Linked DNA regions of Rattus norvegicus: all the other regions are linked to region 1. The links are chromatin contacts, called in public Hi-C maps. All regions are on one chromosome and are shown on one strand. Each heading gives the region's core, a stretch centred on a gene start, on an enhancer-like site or on the middle of the called end of the contact. The rest is flanking DNA. Distances are from core to core; before and after follow the strand shown.

Region 1 (4,119 bases), core at 1,044-3,543:
AGTCTGGGGGAGCGGGGGTGTAAAAGGCATGCACCATCAACTGCCCATCTTTGGATAGAACTTTTCAACAAAGACAGATAAATAAAATGTATAAATCTAAGTCTTATCTGACATAAAAGACTTGAGGAGGAAATGAAGAACCAAAAAAAAAAAAAAAAAGTTTGAGCCAGACAGTCATATGTTAATGAGAAAAATAATAAAGTGACTTACGACAAAGGGGCTTGCGCTAACTACCCCTCCCCTTGGTCAGAACATAGAGGGTTTAAGATCATGTTTTGCTGTGAAATCAATTCAGCTCACCTGAAACAGGTGCTGAATGGTGAAAGCCCCCAATCAGTTGCTTTCAGCATGTGTCTTAATTTTTCTGTCCCCCGATTCTGTCTTCTGTACCAGAGTCTGAACAGGTAACCACTTCAAGGGATGTCAGTGACAGATGGGCCACGGAGAAAATGTCAACAAACACAAGAAAGCAAACTATGCAGACAGTCCACCCAGGCCGTTCGGTCAGGAAACCATAGATAAATCCAACTATTGCAGAAAAGAAGAATTCCCTGAAACATCCGTGCATGAGGCAGTGAACTCAGATTTCCAGCATGATTGGCAGAGATTGGCTTGGACCTCTTTCATTCTGCTTCCCTGTCCCTGGGAAGAAGTGTCTTCCTGCAGCACAGTGAAGGCCCCTTTCAGGTGGTAGTTTTGTCTCCTGCTTTTAGGGGCAGGAGAAGTCAGAGTACTTGTGTTAGTTACTTCTCTATTGCTGTGATAAAACGCTAAATCACCATGACTATGCCGGGTGGCGGTGACACAGGCCTTTAATCCCAGCACTTGGAAAGCTGAGGCAGGTGGATAGCTGTGAGTTTCAGGTCAGCCTGGTCTACAGAGAGTTAGTTCCAGGACAGTCAAGGCTACACAGAGAAACCTTATCTCGAAAACAAAAACAAACACATGTCGACGAAGGCAATTTATAGAAGGAAGATTTTTGGGGGGGTGGGGGTGTTATGGTTCCAGGACTTACACTTGAACTGCAGGGAAAACATGGGGCAGGGGCAGCTCACATCTCAAATTGTGAACAGGAAGCAGCTGGGAATGCCTGGCAACTTTTGAAACAAATTCTGTCCCCAGTGATACACTTACTCCAGCAAGACTACACCTTCTAAGCTTCTCTGATCAGAGCTACCCACTGGGAACCAAGTATTTGTCTGAAACTGGGGGTGGGGGGGGGTCATCTCAAACCACCACAGTACCAGCACCTGTTCTTTTCATATAAACCAGTTGTCTCAACTGCCATAGAATGTTTATGTACTGTGAGGGAGGGGTAAACTAGTCTTTGAAAAAGATGTATCCCCCGGATGGAGGGGGTGGTGCAGTGGGGGAGGACTTGAAAACTTCATCTTAGTCTTAATAGCCTGAGTTCGTGTCAAAGCTCCTCGTGATCACAGGACTAAGTCCATAAAACAATTTTTCCTTAACCTACTGCAGGCATGTGGCACCTTATGGGTTCTCAATGATTAACTGTGAACTACTAGTGAACAGGTATTACCTATATAAACTTCCCTAGTCAATGATAGTGCTTATAGAAACCTTGGAAGTTTACCTAGAGACAGATTCCATCGCCTTACTGTGGTTGACCCTGGGCTTTAGTGCCATCATCCATAAAGCAAAGACGATGGCACCTATTTCACGGGATTATGAGGAGGAATAGGTAAGGTAAAGGGTGTAAAGGCTTCACACTTTGTTCAGCAGATAACTACTAATCAGTTATTACTATGTTTATGTTCCCTAAGAGTCAGTGGCTACGTTTATGGAAGAGGTCGTAACTAGAAGGCAGACTGGATTTGGCAGGCAGTCACAGCTCCACAACTATTAAGATTCTGTGCCATTTGACCAGTGTATTTAAACCCCTAGGCAGGCAAAAAATATATACACAAGGGAAGAAACTTATTCATGGCAAATTTTTCCTCCAACACCTTTGCAAAGTGAATAAACTAGGAATAAAATTTAGAATTTTGATATAGATGTCTGGAAAATGCCGGCTGCGCCACACCCACTCCGGAACAAAGCCAGGGCTGTCACGGCTTCGTCAACATGACTAGCAGGAGCGAGTGGCTCCGGTCTACATAGAATGGCACCTGTCACGCCTTTAAAACCTCCCGCTCCATCTCAGCGCCCAGGCACAGGGACCGGTTGACTGTCCGCTCCCGGGATCTCCGCGCGCGAGCTCCGCGGCCGGCGTGCGGCGGACAGCCCCTGACGTCATATCTGCGCCGGCACCACCGCAGGCCCCTTCTTCGGCTTCCGCCTTCTCTCCCGGCGTCGCTTTCTGGAAGGTTCGTGGAGGCGGCGGCCAGGGAGACCGTTACTCCACAGCAGGCCGGAATCCGTGTCCATCGGTCCTCCTGAACCCGCGCAGACGCCATCAAAGTCGCCATGCCGGAGAACGTAGCTTCCCGAAGCGGGCCGCCCGCAGCGGGGCCGGGCAACCGCGGGAAAGGCGCCTACCAGGACCGCGACAAACCGGCCCAGATCCGCTTCAGCAACATTTCCGCGGCCAAAGGTATCACCCCTCGCCGGCCCGCCTAGCGGCAATACGGCCCAGCCTCTCACTGTGACCTTAGCCTTGGGTGGGTTGTGTTCCTTCAGAGGTGGTCTCGTCCGGTGGGCGCAGCTTTCTACTGAGTACTCCGGCGTGGAGGCCTCGGACACGCCCCATTGTGGGTCGCGGTGCTCCCTAGTTCATCCCCTGCGGGCTTGGGCGGTGTTCGTCACGTTGGTGCGGACAACGGATGGTATAAGATGCTGAAATGCAATGATCCTTGAGATCTGACGCTTCAGAACTAAAGCTTGGCTGTTCGTTAAACCTAGTGGTAGACGGCATAGTTAAATGAACTTTCTTTTTTGGTTCCGTGGATAGACAGCATAAATTCCACTTAACCTGCACGTGGGGAACATGATGAAAAACAGACAGGCCTGAGTTTTATTCTCTGCATGTGTTATTTCATGTTTTTGACCTCTGAACCAAAGTTCCCTTACTATCAGTCCGGGGAAGATAAATCTTTGCTTTCTGTAATTGTGAACATTTAGAGAAACCGAACTGGAGAAGAAAAAAAAATATGGAAGGAAAATTAAGAACAAAGCTTTTAGAGATATTGCCAGGGTTTATTTGGGTTGGAGAAAAAGATGCATGATTCGAGAAGTGAAATTGCTGTCCTGTCTTTGGAAAGTCCTGGAACCCAGGGAATCATTGGCTTTATTTTCAATAAAGCTGTAAGTTGGGTGAGGGAACAGTTTATTTGCAGGGTTGCTGGGAGAATTAAATGTGAACCTGTACGAAGTAAACCTTGGGAGTATTGCAGTCAACCAGCCCAGGTGACCGCAGTGTGTTGGTGCTGTGAGGGTGCAGGGTGGACCTTAAGGAGTTGGAGAAGTTGGCAAGGTGGTCGGTCGAAGAGTCTTTTGGAAGTTTGGAGTGAATACCTGACACCTAGAAATTTATTGGGTTCATTAATTATGTATGTGGTGGTGGAGTTATTGGGATGTTGAAAAATCGAGCCGATTGAGTGACCAAAGAGTGTATGCTATATACAAAATGGGATGTTTTTACTTCAGGCAGCCATCTTTGCTAGGGTTTCTATTACTGTGAAAAAACAGATTACAGAGTAACCTTTTTTAAAGATGGATTTATTTATGTAATTTATGTATATGGGTGTTTCGTCTGTATATTTGCACACCAGAAGGATTGGATCCCACAGGACCGTGGTTATATATGGTTGCTGGGTGCTGGGAATTGAACTCAGGAACTCTGGAAGAGCAGCCAGTGCTCTTATCCATCTGCTGAGCCATCATCTCCAGCCCTTCAACCTGCTTTCTTACCAGCCCAGGACCACCAGCCTAGGGATAGCCCCACCCACCCACTATAGACTGAACTCTTCCCCTCAATCACTAAGAACATGCCCTACAAGCTTGCCTGCAATTGACTTTTTCTTAATCAAGATTCCCTCCTCTGAGATGACTTTAGTTTGCTTGGGTCAACTTGATATAAACTATCCAGCACCTGTCAAAAGCACAAAAATTAAAACAGGACAGGAGTCGTGCACGTAGGAAGGATTGGTTACCAAATTG
Region 2 (4,119 bases), core at 756-3,255, 240 kb after region 1:
CAGTCCAGGCTTCTTGCCTCAGCCTCCTGAGCCTTGGGGTTACAGGCATGTAACCACACTTGGAAAACACTGTTTGTTTGTTTGCTTGCTTTTAATACAGGGGGCTGGCCTGGAACTCTCTATGTAGACCATGCTGGCCTTCAACTCACAGAGCTCTGCCTGCCTCTGCCTCCCCAGGGTGTGTCCAGCAACAAAGACTATTTTTCAGAAGGGCATACATATACCTGTAATTCCAGCAAGCACTAGAGACAAACACAGGAAAATTTTGAGCTCAAGGTCAGCCTGTAATCTATGTAGTTACAGGGTACAGGGCCACTCGGGAGGTAAAGGCAGGATGATCACTGCCAGTTCTAGGCCAGTGAGGGCTATCCATCAAGTCCCTGTCTCAAAAGAGAAAAAGGAACTGACGAATTAACTCAATAAGGTGCTCTGATTTCCACACTTGAGCTGTGCCAAGCGGCCCCTGACCCAAACAAACGAAAACAATATAGGGTAGTATGAGGTTGTATGTGTATTCCGGGGCAGAAATGTTGTGTAAAAAATAACTTCCTCGTGGGGCTATATGTTGTATTCAATGGAGCATTGCACATAACGTCTCCCATACCTATTGAATTCAGGTATCAGACTCCGTTTTTTTACATCTCCATATCCCTATTCATGGGGGTAGAACAGATTTTAACGAGTCAGATTTGTGTTCCGAACATTTGTTTCTGTGTATAGGGATAGCATCTTCTGACTCCAGCTGACACTTAATTTATTCTGTAGCTGAGGATGGCTTTACATCCCTAATCTTCCTGTCACCTCCTCCCAAGTGCTGGGAGTACAGGCCTGTGCCATTATGCCAGGTCAACTGGTCTGTCCTGGAGCTCTCCCTATAGTCCAGGCTGTGTTTCAACTCAAGAGATGTGCCTGCCTCTGCCTCCCAGTGTGTGTCACCACCACCCAACTGCTGGTTGTCTTAAGCAAGCCTAATCAGTAAAACTGACCTGGCACTTGGGAGCCATTTGTTAACCTCTGGGCGACGGACATTAAGGGCACCAAGTTGAAATAAGTTGACACAAGGTCAGTCTATATGCACTGTTAAGTTGGTAAAAGGGCTTTCAGTGTTTTTAGGACTGAAATTAACTTCTTGTTGAAGCAAGTCTGGGGAGAGAGTTAAATTTCTAAGGAGGTTTGCCCAGTAACTAACCGTTTCTAGGACTCCGAGACCATGAGGCGCCAAAACTGCACTCCCCACAGTTTATGCCAGCCTCTGCCCGTGTTATTCCCGTCCCCAACTGCAGTGTCCAAACCCAGGTCTTTACAATGGATCCAAGGCCCAGGGCCTACCATCTGCCACCTATGTGTTCGTTGCGGTCCTTCGCCTCCGCCTATCTCGATGTAGAAACAGGGCGTGCCCTCCCTTTTGCGAGCACAGACCCCATCCGAGGGGCGGGTGCTGGGGCCCTAGGCCGAGGCCCCTGAGGTTGGCGGGAGCCCGAGGGGGCGGGCCGCCAGGGAACGGGGAAAAGCAGAGAGGAGAGCGGCGCGCGCGCGGCGCTCAAACTCGCGCCTCCTTCAGCTCACGGGCGAACCCCACCCTCTTCGTCACCAAAGGAGCCCAGCCAATGGGCGAGCCGAAAAGGCCGGGCTTACAAGCGAGGGACGGAGAGGGGGAGCCACGCGAGGGGGAAGGGATGTCGAAGGCGGGCTGCACTTGACTGACAGCTGACTCCAGCCAATCCCCCGTGAGGCTTCTCCGCTCTCCTCTTTGCTGGGTTCTGTTCTACGTCCCACCTTCTCTTCCTCCACCCCCCCTCACTCCTTTGCGTCCCGCCCCGCCTCCCCTCCCCCACTCTGCGGGCAAATCACTGCTGGAAAGAGGCGGGGGCCTAAGCGGCAGGCTCGTGTGGAGCCTTGAGGTAGAACTGACGGGCGCTCGGACCAATAGGAGGTAGGCTGATGACACGGCTGTGGCCGGGGCCGACCAATGGGCGCGCGGCCTGGGGGCGGAGGCCCAGGTTCCAAACGCTCCGCGGCGCCATGGGCTGAAAACTCAACCGAGATGGAATCTCCCAGTCTGAACCGGTTTCAACCGGTTCCGAGTTTGAGGCACTAGGAGGAGGGGGAGAAGCGGCTGCAGCGGCCGCGGCAGGAGCAGCGGGAGCTTCAGCATCAGCAAGAGCAACAGTAGCTACAGCCCCGGCAGCCGTACCTGTTCCAGCCTTTGCTGCAGCAGTCGTGCAACCATCCCGAGGGGGAGGGGGGAGCCACCAGTCGCTGAGGAGCACGCGAAGGGGGGAAAGTTTAGGCTAGCCCGGGTTGGGGGGGCCGGCGCCGGAGCGGCGTGAGCGAGGGAACCCTGTGTGGTCGGGGGAGCCGGACTGCAACTGGCGGCAGAGCGGCCCTGGCCGTACGGACTCGCGCTGCTGCTCCCGCCGCCGCCTGTGGCTGGAGGGTCCTGAGCTCCGTCTCACGGACCGGCCCGCTCCCCTCCCCCGTTCTTCCCTCTCCCCAGCCGGGCGGGAGCATTTATTCCTCGGATTAATTCCCCTTTTTGGTGGGGCGCGTGTGTGTGCGTGCGCGCGTGTGTGTGTGCGTGTGTGTTGGGTGGAGTTGTCCCTGGAATAGTAAATATTGAGCTTTTTTTTTTTTTTGCCCTTCTCTGCTTTTTAATTTCTTTTTTTTTTTAAGGTGGGAAAACTGTGAAACCCACCTTGATTTCCTCCCCTCTCCCTCCTCCCCACCTTCCCTCGCCCCAAGCCCGGACAAGGAAGGAAGAAGCAGTTGGTTGAATTTCTGGGTAAGTCGGTCGTGTGCTCGGGGCCGAGGGTCGGGCGGCGGCGCGGCGGGCATGAGGCGCGGCGGGCGCGGGGCCCTCGGCAGAGCCTGCGATTGAATGGAAGCGCTTCTGTCGCTCGGTGATGGAGGCGGGGAGGCGGCCGCGGGAGGGGAGTGCTTGCTGGGTCATCGGCGTGTGCGGGTGGCGGTGGAGGAAGGCGAGGAGCGTGGTAGTGAGTCTGAGCCCCTGCGCGTGGGTGGAAGGGCTTCCCCAGTCCAAAGGGCTGGGGAGAGTTGGGGTGATTTCAGGAACGTCTCTGTAAATTATTAGGAGTGGAAGTTTCCAGAAATATTTAGTGCAGCAGCATTGAAACGTCCGCCTGCATCACGTGGCCCCCTCGGTGGAGAGCTTGGGATGGGGGAGGGAGGGGCTACCGAGTCCCTTCTTCTGTGAAGAAACTCGAAAGCCTTGTGGGTGAATTTTTGTTGTTGTTGTTGGTTTTGTGAGTGTGTCTGTGTGTGTGTAACAAGAAGTAGAAAAAAACCGAGTTAATTTCTCTTTTCGGGGATCTGCAAGTGAGGTTCCGTGTTATAGGATTTTTTTTCGCCCGGGGCTTACATGTCTTGTTGGTGGAACCGCGAACATAGTGAATGATGCCCTCCCTGATTCTCCTTCTGGTTTCTTGAGTTTGGGGTGGAGGAGAGGAAGTGGTGGTTGTAGAGGATGCACTGAATACTCGCCGAGGCGGGACCTCGGATCACTCAGAGGACATGCTGCAGAGAGAATAGGGCGGTGAACTTAAGGCGCCGGGTCTAAATGCCTCCTCCGAGTATGGGCGGGGTGAATGCGTGCTCCTGTGAGCTATAGTTAGAAGTGCTGAGAGTCGTTCGGGTGGGAAGCCAGGGGAGGGCGGGCCCTTCCTAGTGAGGCGTGTGTTTCTTACTGAATGAAGCAGGCGATTGCCCACACACCGAGTAACAGTCTTTTGTAGCGTCTTGTTTTTTGACTTCATGTGAACTTACCTTTTAGATGGCAACTGGTAGTTAGTGTGTTGCTGCTTGCTGTGCCATTGAAGGTATATGGATACTCACTTGTAGAGTCTCAGTGGTTCCCTACTGTGAGTGCATTTTTGGGAGTGGAGGACACCAATGAGAAAGGTGAACCATTGAGAAAGTGAACACTCCCTCCATAGCTGCATTATTACTTAGTGCATGATTATGTATATTAAGCGGGGCGGAGGGGGGGTCATTGCTGATAAAGGAAAGAATATTTGGAAGCTCTTTGATTGGGGCTGCTAAATGTGCTCGGCATTGACCAGAGCCGCCATTTCTGGATTACCTATAGTTGAAGAATAGGTA
Region 3 (4,119 bases), core at 554-3,053, 200 kb after region 1:
ACAGGCAGATACACACACTCACACACACACTCACACACAGAGAAAGAGAGCTGTATTGACAGAGCACTTACTGGGCTATGACAGTATTTTATCCTTTCTTTTATTTTTCCTTTCTGTTCTCCTTAGCACAAACTGGCCTTGAGTTCTACATCCTCCTGACCTCACCTATCGTGCATCACCACAGCCGTGCCCTATTTTTCAAAATATTGCTTTGGGGAAAAAAAAAAAAACAGCTATAGTAAATGTATATTGCCTACAAGACTTGAATGACGGATTCATATGTTTAAACTCCACTGACAGACAACTCATTCTGCAAAAGGGATTTTTAGTTTTTAATTCAATACATCAATTTAAGAAATGTTGTGGGCTGGAGAGATGGCTCAGCAGTTAAGAGCACCCGACTGCTCTTTCAGAGGTCATGAGTTCAATTCCCAGCAACCACATGGTGGCTCACAACCATCTGTAAAGAGATCCGATGCCCTCTTCTGGTGTGTCTGAAGACAGCTACAGTGTACTTATATATATAATAAATAAATAAATCTTTAAAAAAAAAAAAAAGAAAGAAATGTTGTGCTGGTGGTAGCCTGTAATTCAGTACTCAGAGCACTGAGACAGAAGAAATGCTGTAAGTTCTGGGCCAGCAGATGAGAGTGAAACCCAGTCTCCAAAACCAGGAGAATACAATGCATAATGAAGGAAGCCTGCTGTAACCTAACGCTGGGGGCCGGAGGCAGGAGGATCGCTAGTTCAAGGTTAGCCTAACTACACCGCCACGCCTCTTCTCCCTTTCTCCGCCATTATGCTGTGTCCTTGCCTTCATTCCTCAGCACAGATTCCTGCAATTTCAGAATCAAGTCATTTCCTGGCTAAGAGACAGAAGTAAAGTGACCCCAATTTTCAATGGATTCAGATTACAACTGACGATAAGAACATGTACAGGACGCTAGAGAGATTGCTTAGCAGTTTAAAAAAACACGTGGGGATGGCCGGTTGTGGTGGCGCACGCCGGTAGGATTTGCTGAAGGAGGCAGAGGCAGGAGGATCACGAGTTCGAGGCCAGCCTGGGCTACACATTTTTGGGGTTGGGGATTTAGCTCAGTGGTAGAGCGCTTGCCTAGCAAGCGCAAGGCCCTGGGTTCGGTCCCCAGCTCCGGAAAAAACAAAAACAAACAAACAAACAAACAAACAAACAAAAACACGTGGGGCTCTGCAGAAGGCCTGAGCATGGTTCGCAACACCCTTATCAAGTATCTTGATATCCTGAATGGGTCCAAGGGCCCCAATACACACTTCTGAACTCCAAGGGCGCGTGTGCACATACTCCCACACAGACACGCACATACACACAATGTTAAAGTAAAATAAACCTTAAAAAATAAAACAATAAATAAATCGAAGCCGGAGAGATTTCTCAGTGGTTAAGAACACTCGCTGGCCGGGCAGTGGTGGCGCACGCCTTTAATCGCAGAACTCGGGAGGCAGCCTCAGGCGGGTGGCTGAGTTTGAGTTAAGGCTAGCCTGGCCTACAGAGTGAGTTCCAGGACAGCCAGGGCCACACAGAAAATCCCTGGCTGTTTTGAGGTAGGGAGTGGGGGGTGAGGAACACTTGCTGTGTGGTAACAGTTTTGGCTTCTTTAAAAAACACAGAAATATTATAAGAATGTGCTTTCATTTTAATCCCAGGTGCGGAGATCGGGTGTTGCGTCACACTGCCCGTATCAGCTGACTATGATTGCAGGTGCTTCAGAGGGGCGTGGTCTTCCCAGCTGCAGACAGTTTCTGCGCCTGTGAGGCCTTTGGAATTCTGGGAACGTTTCAGAGGTTATATAAACACTAAGGACTTTACGAGGCGGCATAGACGATTGTTGGTCATTCAGGGGGTTGGGTGTGGTTAGTAGTTTGGGCTCAAAGAAAAAACAAAGGAAAGAAATTAGACTCAGGGATCTGTAACTGTCTCCTCTTGTGATAGTTTGTATGTGATTGGCCCAGAGAGAAGCATTTGTTGGAGTGGGTGTGGCCTTTTTGGAGGAAGTGTGTCACTGTGGGCATGGACTTTGAGAGCTTCCTCCTAGCTGCCTGGAAGCCAGTCTTCTCCAGTTTGCCTTTGGAACAAGATGTAGAACTCTCAGCTCCTCCTGCACCATGCCTACCTAGGCACTGCCATGTTCCTGCCCTGATGATAATGGACTGAACCTCTGAACCTGTAAGCCAGCCATTAAATGTTGTCCTTATACGAGTTCCCTTGGTCATGGTTATGTTCCCAGCAGTAAAACCCTAAGACACCCCACTCTCTGTCTCTCCTGTCTATTATTAGGGCAAAACAGGGGTGGGAGTGGGTAGGGGTGGAGGAAGGGTGGGAAGAAGAACCCACAAATAGCAAAGACCAGCTACATGCTGTCCTAGCAGAAAACCCAAGGTTCAATTCCTTAGACCTACATCACAACCCTCTGGGACTCAGTTCTAGGAGAGCTGACCTCCTCTTCTGGCAAGACAAGCAGGCGTTTGTGTGTGTGTAGAAATACATTTACATAGTTTTGTTTTGGGGAGACAAGATCTCTATATGTAGCCCTGGCTGGCCTGTAGCTCATTCTATTCATAAAGGTACTTGCACCTCAGCCTCCTGAGTGCTATAATTAAAGGTGTATATTACCACATACAGCTCAGTATTAAAAAAAAAAAAAGTCAAGCCAGGCACATGTCTTCAATCCCAGACCTCAGGAGGCAAAGGTGAGAAGATCTCTTAGTTTTAGGCCAGCCTGGTCTACAAAGTAAGTTCCAGGAGAATCAGGAATACCAAGTGAGACCCTGTCTTAACACACACACACACAGACACACACACACACACACACCACCAACAACAACAAACTGGTACTATTTTTTTTAAAAAATCAGGTAGAGCTGCTGTATGAGATACTAGGAAACTGTATGTATGGAGCTGCCCTGAGCCAGCTCACATCGTCCCATACCACCTCAAACCAAAAGTGCCAGCCTGTCACTGTCTGCACAGATCAGCATGCTGTTTCTAGTCTTCCTTCTTTCCCTTTCTATGTTCCACCCTATGCACTCCTTTCTGTCTGCTCTTGGCATGGTTGCCCTGTGACCCTCAGGTGTGACCCCAGGTGTGATTCCAGGTGTAGCCCCAGTTGTGACCCTAATTATGGCTCCATGTGACCCCAAGTGTGAGTCCTGCCACCTTAACTTCCCTGCTATGATGGTCTATTAGTGGGGATTGTGAGCTAAGATAACCACTCCCCTTTATTTTTTATTTATTTATTTTTGGTTCTTTTTTTCGGAGCTGGGGACCGAACCCAGGGCCTTGCGCTTCCTAGGTAAGCGCTCTACCACTGAGCTAAATCCCCAGCCCCAACCACTCCCCTTTAAAAATCAAAACAAGGGGGCTGGAGAGATGGCTCAGAGTTAAGAGCACTGACTGCTCTTCCAGAGGTCATGAGTTCAATTCCCAGCAACCACATGGTGGCTCACAACCAACTGTAATGAGATCTGGTGCCCTCTTCTGGCCTGCACGTGTACATGCAGGTGGAGCGCTGTATACATAATAACTAAATCTTTAAAAATAAATAAATAAATATCAAAACAAAATGCATCGAAGAACCACAAGTGACTCACAGAATGTTTGAGATATCATCTACGGGGAGAGCAGGAGCTGGTGCCCCAGCAGCCACCTCTGACATGCTGGGGTAAAAGGCATGAGCCACCATGACCAGCTCAGGTCATTTTTGGGGAGGAGGGGAGAGGAGAAAGTAGACACTTAAATTGCCTTTATTCTGTTTCTAGGTAGAAAGTTAATTTGATTCATAGATGGATGTCGTAGCCCACTCCTTTAATCCCAGAACTTAGGACACAGGCAAGCAGAGTCTACATTTCAGGCCAGCCAGAACTACATAAATCAGACCTCATCTCAAACTTTCCCCCGTCCCCCAAAGGGCTTGAGGCAAGCTTACAACCAGGGATGTGTACACACAGGGACTTCATGATGTGGAACACTTACTGAGTTTCTGGGTGTTCTTTGTTCACATTGCCTTCTGTGATCCTGTGAAAAGAACTTCCAGATGGCCAGAGGTGGTGCTGCACACACACCTTTAACTCCAGCACTCAGGA

What was found. Hi-C and Micro-C count contacts between places; a contact is called where the count stands out from the background.
Region 2: a Hi-C map of Schwann cells shows a contact between it and region 1, with 7 times the contacts expected there. The contact joins the promoter of Xpo1 here to the promoter of Cct4 in region 1. A contact is called at or near these places in 9 of 12 Hi-C or Micro-C datasets (the A7r5 cell line, Schwann cells, frontal cortex and 4 more) and 1 of 1 datasets of contacts at active chromatin or transcription factors (oligodendrocytes).
Region 3: a Hi-C map of liver shows a contact between it and region 1, with 2.2 times the contacts expected there. The contact joins the enhancer-like site here to the promoter of Cct4 in region 1. A contact is called at or near these places in 6 of 12 Hi-C or Micro-C datasets (the A7r5 cell line, Schwann cells, hepatocytes and 2 more).

The regions. Positions count from the first base shown.
Region 1 is chr14:101,190,764-101,194,882 of GRCr8, forward strand. It overlaps Cct4 (chaperonin containing TCP1 subunit 4), which reads left to right and starts at 2,294. Exons shown (of 14, transcript NM_182814.2): 1 at 2,294-2,554. The coding sequence starts at 2,428. It overlaps LOC134481877 (a long non-coding RNA gene), which reads right to left. Exons shown (of 2, transcript XR_010057758.1): 2 at 1-4,119.
Region 2 is chr14:101,432,445-101,436,563 of GRCr8, forward strand. It overlaps Xpo1 (exportin 1), which reads left to right and starts at 2,006. Exons shown (of 24, transcript NM_053490.2): 1 at 2,006-2,782. LOC134481879 (a long non-coding RNA gene) reads right to left here and starts at 1,802. Exons shown (of 3, transcript XR_010057760.1): 1 at 1,330-1,802.
Region 3 is chr14:101,386,463-101,390,581 of GRCr8, forward strand. It overlaps LOC120096542 (a long non-coding RNA gene), which reads left to right. Exons shown (of 3, transcript XR_005493052.2): 3 at 1,684-2,284. Among named protein-coding and RNA genes, the nearest start is that of Xpo1, 46 kb to the right of the region's middle. Within about 2 kb of position 1,804, at least 10 of the 93 cell types and tissues checked have an H3K27ac peak or open chromatin away from gene starts, as enhancers often do. A contact at or near this core is called in hepatocytes and liver, where this site is marked.